Regions from separate parts of the Danio rerio genome. Here region 2 is linked to region 1. A link is a contact called in public Hi-C data. All regions are on one chromosome and are shown on one strand. Each heading gives the region's core, a stretch centred on a gene start, on an enhancer-like site or on the middle of the called end of the contact. The rest is flanking DNA. Distances are from core to core; before and after follow the strand shown. Region 1 holds the start of glsb (glutaminase b). Region 2 holds the start of nemp2 (nuclear envelope integral membrane protein 2).

What was found. Hi-C and Micro-C count contacts between places; a contact is called where the count stands out from the background.
Region 2: a contact with region 1 is called in a Hi-C map of hematopoietic stem cells, with 2.6 times the contacts expected there. The contact joins the promoter of nemp2 here to the promoter of glsb in region 1. A contact is called at or near these places in 2 of 18 Hi-C or Micro-C datasets (caudal fin and hematopoietic stem cells) and 1 of 4 datasets of contacts at active chromatin or transcription factors (caudal fin).

The regions. Positions count from the first base shown.
Region 1 is chr9:43,078,328-43,084,422 of GRCz12tu, forward strand. It overlaps glsb (glutaminase b), which reads right to left and starts at 2,290. Exons shown (of 18, transcript XM_688079.11): 1 at 1,884-2,290. The coding sequence starts at 2,167.
Region 2 is chr9:43,186,167-43,192,261 of GRCz12tu, forward strand. It overlaps nemp2 (nuclear envelope integral membrane protein 2), which reads left to right and starts at 3,011. Exons shown (of 9, transcript NM_001423789.1): 1 at 3,011-3,432; 2 at 5,542-5,651. The coding sequence starts at 3,342.

The DNA of each region.
Region 1 (6,095 bases), core at 1,040-3,539:
AATCAGCTTCCAGAAATGATCAGATGTGCTCCAACATTAGGTACGTTTATTCCTGTTTATGTAAAGCACTTTGAATTGCCACTGTGTATGAAATGTGCTATATAAATAAACTTGCCTTGCCTGCAAACCTGCCATTATTTAAAAAAGCTGGACAGTATAGTTCATGCTGCAATACGATTTGTGATAAATGCATCTTCACATACCCATCATTGTACTTTGTACAAAATGGTTTGATGGTTTTCCCTGCACCAAAGGAGAAACATGCTTATGCTTCTATTCACCGCTAGAGCATTATTGGGTATATTGCCATCTTATATTTGTAAACTTTTATCATGTTATACTTGTAGTTATAGTACACTAAATTCTTTTAAACTACATTTAACTGTTCCTCTCAGAAAAAAAGATACACGGTGGTACAAAAAATGTTCCTTGAGGAACAGTTTTGTACCTTTGTAAATATTGTACCTTATATGGTACAGAAAAGACCTCTTATGATGCTGTTCTGTGCCTTTTATGGTACAACTGTGAAGTGAAGGTACACAATTGCTCTCATAAAAAGGTACATAAACGTTGAACAACTCCTTCTTTATTACAATATGTATAAAATAAATATTACTGGAAAGGCAAAGTGATTTATTAATAATTTCCATATTAAAACAAGAATCATCATTTAAAACATATGTTTATAGAAACTCATGAACATTCATTAAGTTCAATAATACAAAACTGGCAAAATATAAACCTATAGGTATTGTAAACTAAACATTTAAGGCATTTTAAATAAATGTTTAGTAAGCATTTTTGACACTGTTAAGGTACAAATTGTCTTGTCGCTGTAGTGGTACCTTCATAGATCAGATTTGTCCCTTTGATGATGGTACAATATTGTAACTGCAGGTTTCAAAAGCCAAAGGGACATTTTGGTTTTCCATGGTTCAAATCATGTACTTTTAGGTTCAAACGGCAATGGTACAAATGTATTTCTTTGTCTTAAGGTACAATTCTGTCCCATAAAAAGGTACTGCCCCAGTGACAAGGGTTTGTACCTATTTTAATACAACATTGCACCATTTCTTCTAAGAGTGTAGAGTTTAGTAAAACAGTGTTATCCCATTTCAGCCCTACATTATTAAATGAAATGCGTTATCAGTGTTATCATATTAGAAACAAATCCATCTCTAAATATTTTTTAAAATCTTCTGAAGTCCTACCTGGATTAATCATGTGAATGTTTTGTGTAAATTTTAATTTGTGATGTTTTATGTGTCTAATTTTGTATCTGAAACTTTTTGTGCTGCCATTTTGGGGTGCATATCTGAATGGGAAATTCATGGTAAAATAAAAAGATAAATAAAAATAAATAAAAAGGGGGCGTATTCCATCAGTGTTAAACCAATGAAATGCTTATTCACAGTCCACACTAGAATACTATTGGCTTGTTTAGTATGTAATGACAGATCAGAAGTCACGCTTCAAAAAAAGAGGACACACTTTAAGTGAACGGAAAATACGAGTCAGTGCATGGAAGTCAGCTTCACTCACGAATAAAAATCCGTTCAAAAACATCACATATGACAGATCTAGCTTGTATGAATGCCCTTCACATTAATAGGGAGTGTCCCATTTCCAGAAACGTTGCATACTCGTTCAAAACCAAATAAAATCGGTATTATTATACTTTTATCAATCATGTTTAATAACAATATTACTACACATGTTCTCCATCCACTTGCTGTAAAAGTGTACACACAGCGCCACGTTGCCAGCCATTCATGCGTATTTTGGCGCGTGTGCTGCACACATGTAATAGACACCAGATCAGTAACGTTTATTTTCTCATGCGTCATGATCAACTGACAAAATAAATAAATAAAAATCCGTACTTATCTGCCGCCGCTTCCTGGACGGTCTCATCTTTCTTCGCTGTCTCAGTGGGTTCAATCGCTCCCTCGGTCTTTGTACATAGGAATCTTCTCCCAGCTAAAGGCTGAATGAAACACCTTCCATAATGGACAATGTTTAGTTTAGATATTCTGCCATTATTAGCAGCGCTGAAGCAGTACGCGTTAGGTAAAGTCTTTTTGTGCCTAATAATGTCCGACAACAAACGCTTAGGGCTGGTTTGAATCAACTCCTTCAGCACAATTGAAGCCCTAAACTGTAACATTTCAGTTCTATCGAGCTACTTCAGTTTTAATGTCTTTATTTTTAATAATACTAGAAGACAACTTGTAGTTCTGGAAGCCACGGCACTGTCAATTCCCACACTTTGCGCACCTACTGAGTCTGTGAGGATCTTTTTAATGACGAACGCCGAGCAAACGCACTCGTACACGCCCACCTAACGTCCTATTGGGCGGCGTGATAATATATGCAAGTATTCTCTCACGTCATTGGCTGAATTAAGCATGTTTCATTTTTGATGGCCATGCATCACATCCTGCAATGACTCACTTCGGCCAGCGTTGGGTTTGACTTTGTAGTGACGTTTATTTGAGAAAACTTGTGTGGATGATGCTTTAAGTACATTTATCTTTTTTTTCCCATATACATCATAAACATAACGTTATACTAGTTAGTACAATAACTAATTTTAACATAAGTCGTTTAAAGAGCAAAACAGTTGGTCAGAATAACAAATGTTTTATTTGTGGTGAAAAAATGCTTTGTTAATTGTCTAAAAATTACATATGTTTGTTACTTTATCTTATAAATAGTACTACGTTGCAGGAGTTATTGTAAAAAAATTACTTGAAATGTCATCAGTACTTTACACGTTTAAAAACATTGTCTTAAATAAAAAACTTAAATAAAAATAACAACATTTATAATATGCCCTTTTACTTTTAATTTGATATTTATTTTCATTGTATGACATCTATGATTTGTACAAGCCATTATGGATGATAACAAGACATCTCTGAATGGTTCAAGTCATTATTCTCTCATGTAAAACTTTTTCTCTTTTGGTATGTTTGAGATAGATAGACGGATGAACGGACGGACGGACGGACGGATGGACGGACGTAGACAGACAGACAGACAGACAGACAGACAGACAGACAGACAGACAGACAGGCAGGCAGGCAGACAGGCAGATAGATGCACAGAAGGAAGGAAGGAAGGAAGGAAGGAGGGAAGGATGGATAGATGGATGGATGGATGGATGGATGGATGGGTGGATGATAGATAGATAGACAGACAGACAGACAGACAGACAGACAGACAGACAGACAGACAGATAGATAGATAGATAGATAGATAGATAGATAGATAGATAGATAGATAGATAGATAGATAGATAGATAGATAGATAGATAGATAGATAGATAGATAGATAGATAGATAGATAGACAGATAGATAGAAAGCACTTGATGCAATAATCTGATGCCTGGAAATGTTAAAATAAGAAGGAACCAGGTGAGAAGCTTGCTGACAACAAAATAGGATTGAGGCATGTTTTAGAGAAAGCTGCTTATCTCTAGCGGCTGCAAAATAAAGAGCTCAGCTCTGCAGGAAGCTCAAGAAAACTCTGTGTGTTTAATATAAAGAGAAAATGAAGGCACTTTGAGCATTTCAGGTGTACATATGGGCTTGTGCAATCATTCAGTAACAGTTCAAGGAGTTAAGCAATCTCTGTTTATACATAAGAAGCCATCACTATAGACTAAAATAGCTTTTTTTATGGGCTGAGATTTTATACTTCATTTAAATCACAACCCCATAAATTCCATGAAGTCTCCATGAACTCACACACTTCATTACAAAGGGTGCTATCAGGCCAATCTCAGAAAAATTTACATCAATGTAATGCATTTGACCTTAAGTTTCCAACAGTGTTGACATTCAAAGCTGATTGGTTTGATTCATGATCTGAAATCTTTTATTTATATATATTTTTTTCTCCCTTGAAATGAAATGAGAAAACTACTTCTGTAACCCAGGATACAGGAAAAAAGTATTATGCTTAAAAATAGACCAAAAAAATACAGACAAGTAGTTCTGAACGCCCTTGAAAAGAATGATGATATGAGTCACTGAGGCCTGTATTTCTAGAAACTTCTAAATTTTGGCCTAAAACAAGGGAAAATGTGTCGGTTTGCGCCCTCTACTGTCTCAAAGGAGAAATTCTAGATCAAATCATGATTTCACTCTTCACAATCACAAGAAAACGATGCATGAGCACCGATATAGTGAAATGCTGCCATCTTCTGGAGAATTTGTACAATGTGGTTGTAAAATAGATATCAGTTTTTCTCTGTCGCTTTGGTGCATTCCTCACAACACTAGTGCATTTCTGCACAACAGTTAATGCATTTCTCAAAACAATTAGTACAAACTGCAAATATTAGCTGATAACCTGCAAAAGCACGTCACTTGCGCAAAATGGAGAGCTCATTCCTCAAAAGCAAGTATTGATGTCAATGAAAGTGTCAATGTCATCAAGATGAAAAATCCTGACACTATTGTTTATGAACAAGATAGTCAAATGGCTTTGTCATGTTTTCTTTTACTCTGTACATTTTTTTATGCAAAAAAGTCAGATTTTGGTGAAACTTCCTTAAAATGTATCTCATAACATGTCTATAGTAAAATATAAATAAACATGAACTGTAGTACACATAAAACCAGTTTATATAACAGTAAATTAGGAATAACCAGAGGCGGGCATTTTCTTTGACACATTTTAACGTTAATCTTTTTTTTTAGTATTAATGTAAAAAGTCAGCCAATAGAAGATACATCCCAACAAACAGTTTCGTGTTTAATAAAAGACATCTAAATGTAGACAGCTTGGCTAAAACAAAGCTAAACTTGGCCTATTCTTAGACGTCTATTAAATTTTCACTGACAGTCAAATTTAGCCTTGTTTTTGCCAAAGACAACCATCTTTAGTCGTGTATTAGACATCTATTAGACATCTTTAAAAATGCTGGGATATTACTGAAAGTTAACAGCAAATATTACTAAAATAATAGTTTTTTTGTACTACTCATTCCATACTCGTTATTAAAAATATGTAGGATAAAATTTTATTTTCAGCATAATATTTGATTTAAAAAATGTGTTGCATATTTACCAAGGCACTAAAAGTTTTAGTCCATATGACGTGACAGCAGCTGTGCATCCGATGTGCGAATCTTACCAGTAAAAAAAATGAATAAATTAAATAATATAAAAAAAAGCAAAAAAAAAAAAAATTATAAAAATTCATCTTTCCAGTTTGAGATGATTTGAGGTTTCAGGACATTGCGACAAATCGCAATATGCGTCCACTGTGGTCACCAATGCATGAACATCTAGTAACCACGCTGATATAATCTCCATTAGATCAGTAAGTAACCAAGAATAGGTCTGCTCAAGGGCAGGTTGTGGCGTTTAAATGATGCTCAGTTGATACCAAGAGGTGAGAAACTCTAGAGGGCAGTATAAACTAATGTGTTTTCTCTGGACTCCACTCAATGCTCTAGCTACTTGCATTGATCTTCTCAATCATTAACGAGAGCTCTGGTGACACACAGACAGCGTATTTTGAAACATCTGTAGCAAAATTCTTTTACGTACGTTGCAGTAATGTATAATATGTAACATACACGGCCAAAATGACCCCAATTCTAAGGAAGACAATCAATCCACAATGACTTGATAACGTGATTTCAGGATGGCAAGCCGTTTAACTTTGATTCATTCGCAGGATTGAATTCTCGTTAAAATGCTAATTGTTCACATCAGGAATTTGATTTCTACAATGGCAGTTTTTAATATCAGAAATAAACCTTCCAACTAGTAGGCTGAAATGGTATTCTAAGTACGTATTTCACCAAAAAATGTGATCTGATAGTAATGGTGGCCATACACTGTGTGATTTTTGCTCATTAGGTTGTATATGTTTTTCCCGTTAGGAAAAGTTGTGCAAAATGTCAAAACAACATTTAAAAACCATGTCAAAAATGCGAATTGATTTGATATCAATCAACGAATTTGATGTCAAAACAACATCAACTTGACATAAAACATTCAAGTAAAAAATATGTCAATAAACATGCCAAAAATTAATACAGGATTGTCCTGGAGGCTTATCGATTTTTGACAT
Region 2 (6,095 bases), core at 1,761-4,260, 110 kb after region 1:
TGGGCGTAGACACAGCAGGCGGCTGCTTTCTCATTTCTCTAGGATGCGGAGACAACAGCGGCTTTTCCTGACAGGCACACCCACGCCAGCCTGAGACCCACTGTCACTTACGCTTACATGGAGTCAGCAAGCATCTGACTAATGCAGATGCTGTCATTTTGCCTTCTAGGAAGGATTCTAACCTCATTTCCTTTCTTTTTTCAATAATCCATTTAAATTATACTTTATTAAAGGAATATTTCACGCAAAAATTCAAATGTGCTCACTATTTATTCTATCACCTTCAAGTGATTCTAAACATTATGGGTTTATTTCTTCTGTTGAACACAAAAAAGTTATCCCGTAGAAAGCTGAAAACCTGTGACCATTGACTTCCATGCACTGTTAAATATTTTGGTCAATTACACAGTATTTAACTGTAATAGAGATGATTCCTTGGATTTACTCAATTTTTTTAAGTTAAGTGGTTGTCAACAATTTATTTGTGTTGAATTTAAACAAACAATTTAAGTTGAACATTATTAAACTTAATATGTTTGTTTAAATTCAACACAAATAAATTGTTTGCAACAGTTCTGCATGCAACACTTTTTCAGTGTATTTTACAGTGTATTTTACAGTAATGATTTGCAATACTGTAAATACACATGCGAGATGGCGCTGTAAATATACAGTAAATACAGTGTTTTGCTGTAATTGATTTAAAGTAAGTACTGATCCAGTAAGTTACTGTAGATTCTGCAGGAAATTGTTAACAGTATGTAAAACAAATACTATGGAAGTCAACGATTACAGGTTTCCGTATATTTCTACAAAATATCTTCTTCTGTGTTCAGCTGTAGTTAGAAACTCATAATGGTTTGGAACCACTGGAGGGTGAGTAAATGAGTAAATTTTATTTCTGCGTGAGCTATCTCTTTAATTACTCTAGTTTTGCTGTATTTTTTTGCACATTGAGGTTTATCTTCAGTTGCAGTGGTAGACTCTCACAAGGTTTTGTCCCACGCAAGGGAAAGTATTAAAAAAACATGTTGGTTGAAGGAAGGCTTTGTGGTTTTTGTTAAGGTACTAAAAGTCCCATTTTGCATGTAGAGTCAGTTGAAGGCTTTTTAACTAAATATCTGGCTTCATAAATATTCACTCAAAAAATGACATTTGCCGTTTGTTAAATCTTAATTGTTTTATGTTCAATCAACTTATATTTGTAAAAACGAAGGAGCAACAGTTTTTCTCAGTGGCTTTGGTGCATTTCTCACAACACTACATTTGCAAAACAGTTAATGCATTTCTCAAAACAATTAGTCATAGTAGCAGTTTCTCATTCCTTCCGACAAATTGCAAATGCTTTTGGACATGCAATTATTCAAACTTTAATATTAAAATAAACTCAATAATAGCTGTTGAAAAACACAAAACACTAAAAGAGACATTCTACCAGAAACATACAATTTCACTTATATAAAATGTGACAGGGTCTGACCTTTAAGCTTGTTGTCCTCCAAAATATCATATCATACAAAAACAAGCATAAATCATACAATTCAATGACAGAACACATCCTTGATCGCTTTTTTATTTTATTTTTAATCGGTAAATATGTACAAAGTTAGTACAAGAATATACATCTCACAACAGTTATGATTATGAACAAATAAAACAAAATAAAAATGAGAGAAATTATATTAGTTGTAGAATTAAAGTAAAAACAGATCTTTTTGACTCAGAGCTTAAACCCCTGTTTACAACTCTTACATTTCTGGCTAAGAAATGTGTATTACTAAAATGGTCTACTTTTTAAATTCCAACTACTTCCATGTGGATTTCTCAGTAGTCAGTCTTTCTTCCATTGGAAAAATTACCTTATCACCGTCCTCAACTACAAACATGACAAATTCAGGAGACTTTGGGAACCTGTCCAATTCTTTCTACAAAAACTCAGAAATTTTTGTTTCAAGAGAGTTCTTTTGTTTTATTTTGATTATTAAAAAAAAAAAAAAAAAAAAAAAAAATATATATATATATATATTATTTTTATACTTGCATTTGTAAGTTTTTATTTACTGCGCAGTGCTTGGAGATGGTTTGTTTATCTGATTGTCTTTGTTGTTTGTACTATTTGAAAAATCCTTCATAAAAAAGTATAAACAGATGCCAGGGGTAAAAAAAAATTACATAGGTAAGATAATAATAATAATAAAAACAACATTTATTTAATCAAAATAAATTTACATAATGCTTCCTTTCTTTTTTTTAGCTTCTCTCTTTTTAATATTACACAGTGTACTACCAGATTGTTCAATCTCCTTTATAAAATGTTTGCATCCTTGATCACTGTCAACTTCTTCGTCAAATGGTGTCACTTCGGAGCCATAAAAGTATTGCATGCATTTTATGTTAAATTTAATGCAAATGTGACAGGACTGACAGAAACATGGGGACAATTGTAATTTTTTGGTATTTTATATATGTAGTAGCCTTTTTTAATATATATAATTTAATGTTTTTAATAAATTGATGTGAATAGTAACAACTTAAACTTGCTATTTTTGAAGTATTGTTTTTCTAAATAACAGTTTTTTGACATCACAAAACTTAAAACTGTTCAATTGGGCTGAGCACAAGGACAGTGACAGCTTTGTGCATTTGTAAAGTGTTTTTAAAGAAAAATAAAAATTCTAAGAAACAAATGAATGACATATTTCTTTGCAAACAACTCACAGAAATAAACCACCAGTCCATTTCAGACATTTTTGTGATTAAATACTTTTTATTCACTGTATTTTTAAATTTATTTCAGGGACAAATAATGTACGCTTCTGGCAGAATGTCACATATGCTGTTTTACTCAATCTAAAAACATACGAAAGTTGGCGGTTCATTTCGCTGTGGCAAACTGATGAATAAAGAGCAAAAGGAAAATGAATGAATGAATGAATGAATGAATGAATGAATGAATGAATGAAAACACACGAATTAGATAAATTACACATTTGTTTACTTTCAAACCTTTGACTGCGGCTTAAGACCTGACTAGTCAAACGCTAAACGGCCATGCTAACTTTATCAAGCATAGTCAAGCGTCCAAATAGGCTTTAAACGTGATCACTGATGCATCTTAGTTGTTTTATAACAAAATATTAAAACATCTACACATTATGTTTAAGTAACTTCAAAAGCGAAACCGATCATTCACTCCGATACTGTTAGTCAGGTCTGGGTTACCCGAAGCCCACCGAATTTGAAACCGAAAACATTAGCTTAGCTCATGTTAGCTTAGCAGGCCAATCATTAACCTACCTAGTCTGTCTAATTCATCCATTTAAAACAAAACGTAACAAAACATGGAGAAACTGGCTGCTTTTATACTCGTTTTAACTCTACTGTGCGCTTACTGGCAAAGCGCTGAAGGAATCAGAGAATACTCATACGCAGGTAAATGATTTGAGTCACATGCTAAACAGGCAACAACAACGTAAACAAGCATCAGTAACTGTACAAAACAGTTACCCTGTGTATGTAGGATGATTCTACTGTTTTAGTTTTGAATGTAAGGAAATCACAGGCTGTAAACCCTTGTTTACCGTTTTATATAATCGCAAACTGAAGTGTGTAATGGACACAGATGTTGTCAAATGCAGTTACAGTCATATATGATGTAACGTTAATGTACATTGTGCTCGTAAAATACCTCACGATTCAGCTTTACCGTTTTATTAAAGTACGAATGTGCGAATATAAATCAGCTTTAGCTCACTTGAACTTTGGACAGTACTTAGAAAACATCGATAAAGATTGAATGGGGATTTATACAAGAAAACCTGTCTAAATTGTCTTTTTTTTCGTAAAAGGTGACTTCTGTTTTTGTAAAATGTTATTTAAGTTAGTTATCGTCCATTTTGACATTCTAAAGTAAAAGTACAGAAGTAAGAAAAAAGATTACATGTAAATAAGTCTTATAGGTGATCGTGTTTTACATTTATTTTATAAATAGCAATTAATTGCCATTTTAATGACTTCGATTATTTAGTATCCATTTAAGGATAAGTAAACATAACTGGTTTTCTGTAATCTCGTCTTGACCCTTCTAACCTCTTATTTTACACTCAGAAAATTATGTGTGCTGTTTGTTTAAACTACTTATTTACATGAGCTGAAACAACACAATTCATGAGTTCGTTGGGACAACTTAATTGTTTTATGTTCAATCCACTTAAATTTGTAAAAACTAATCCGTTAACTTAATTCCTAAATGTTGTAACAACACAGAACAATTGTGTGGAACTCAGCATTTTTTATAGAGTTAGGTTTGCAGTCTCTCTGATAGACATGTGCTGATATTGAATAATGCATGATGTTGTTATCGTGGACACTTCAAAATACCACAAGTAATAATTTTGATCTAAACTGTGAAATGGAGACAAATGTTGTCAAATGTAGTTACAGTCATATATAATATATAGTACGATGTGCTCATAAGAGTACCTCACATTAATTAAGCTATCTTAGCCTTTTTAAATTAACTTTACCGTTTTATTAAAGTCTGAATGTGTGAATATAAATCCAGCTTTAGCTCACTTGAAAATTTTATATGGACATATGCGTAGTCTCTGATACTAATTTTACACTGACAGAAAACTCATTCATTATAGGATCTTCATGTCGTCAATATTTTGGTCAATTGACATTTTTGTCAGATCGAATTTTTAGTCCATATGGTCCTATTTTTTTCTTTGTGGTTTGTTTTTATGACGACAATATGACGGCCTATTTTCTTTATTTTAAAGTGATGAAAGTAAAAAAAAAAGGTAAATATTCGACTTATTTACACTGTCAGGGCATACAAGATTAATGTGATAATTTTTTTTAATTCAATAAAACATTCAGAGTTGCAACTTTGACCCTTGGTTCATAAGATGTCAGTGGATCAACAGCTTTTGTAATGTATCTGCATGCTTTGACATGCAAAGCAAAAACCTGAGTATGGGTTCCCAAATTTCTCTGACTTTTATACAAAAGCAACAGTTGAGAACTTAATATAAAAAGTAAAATAACAGTAACTTGCATGTGCAGTTATTTTTATGTTTAAAAATAATTGGTTGCTGAAATATTTAGTTTAATATATTTACTTGAAACTATTTTAGATTTTAAATTAACATTTCAGTCTAATAGATGATTTGCTGGCAGTTTTCTCTTGTATAGCTTTTTATTTATTTCATTATCAAAATAAATCATTCAGCTGTATGTCTGTTTATCATTTTAATTAACTATGAGTCTCCAGTTTGTAAAATCAATGTTGTTTTTTTTTTTAAATGAGGAAAATACATTGCATGATTAGTACAGCTAAATGTAAGCAACCGTAAATGTGAATGTGTTGTTTTGGAAAGTGAAGATGCAGCAGTATCATTAGTGCAGTCATTAGGATGAATTCAGTCTGTGGGCAGAAGCTCTTATATAGACTTCTTTTTTGCATGTGTGGATGATTCTGTACTGTCTTTGACATGTCTTAAAATTAAAGCAGAAGTGTTATTCTGATCCTGACAGATTGCACCGATGTGAAAGGAGACAGTGCACACAGGTATTCTGGGAGTCGATGCTTCTGTTACAGCCCTGGTACAGTAATCAAATGGAAGGACATCTGGTCCACCTTCAAGGTAATGTATCATGTCCCTCTGTCCAATTAGTTACTCTTCCTGTATAGTGTTTTTTTTTGTAATTTTTTTATTATATGTGACGGGTAAATCATGGAATAAAAGGAGGGTGAGAGTTTTAAAAGGAACACTTCACTTGTTTTTTTATTTTATTATTTTTTTTACAAATGCTCTCATTTTTACAAGTCACCTAGAGTTGAACATTTGAGTATTACCATTTTTAAGTCCATTCAGTTGATCTATTGTGGGAGCACTTTTAGCTTAGCTTTACATAAAGAATTAATTGATATTAGACCATTAGCATCTCGTTCACAAAATTCAATTTAAAAACAATTTTAATTTAAATATGGCTATTAACTATACTCTCATTCTAGTGTAATAATTAAGGAACTTTGCTGCCATACCACGGCTGCACCAGGCACAATGATATCACGCAGCACTGTTATC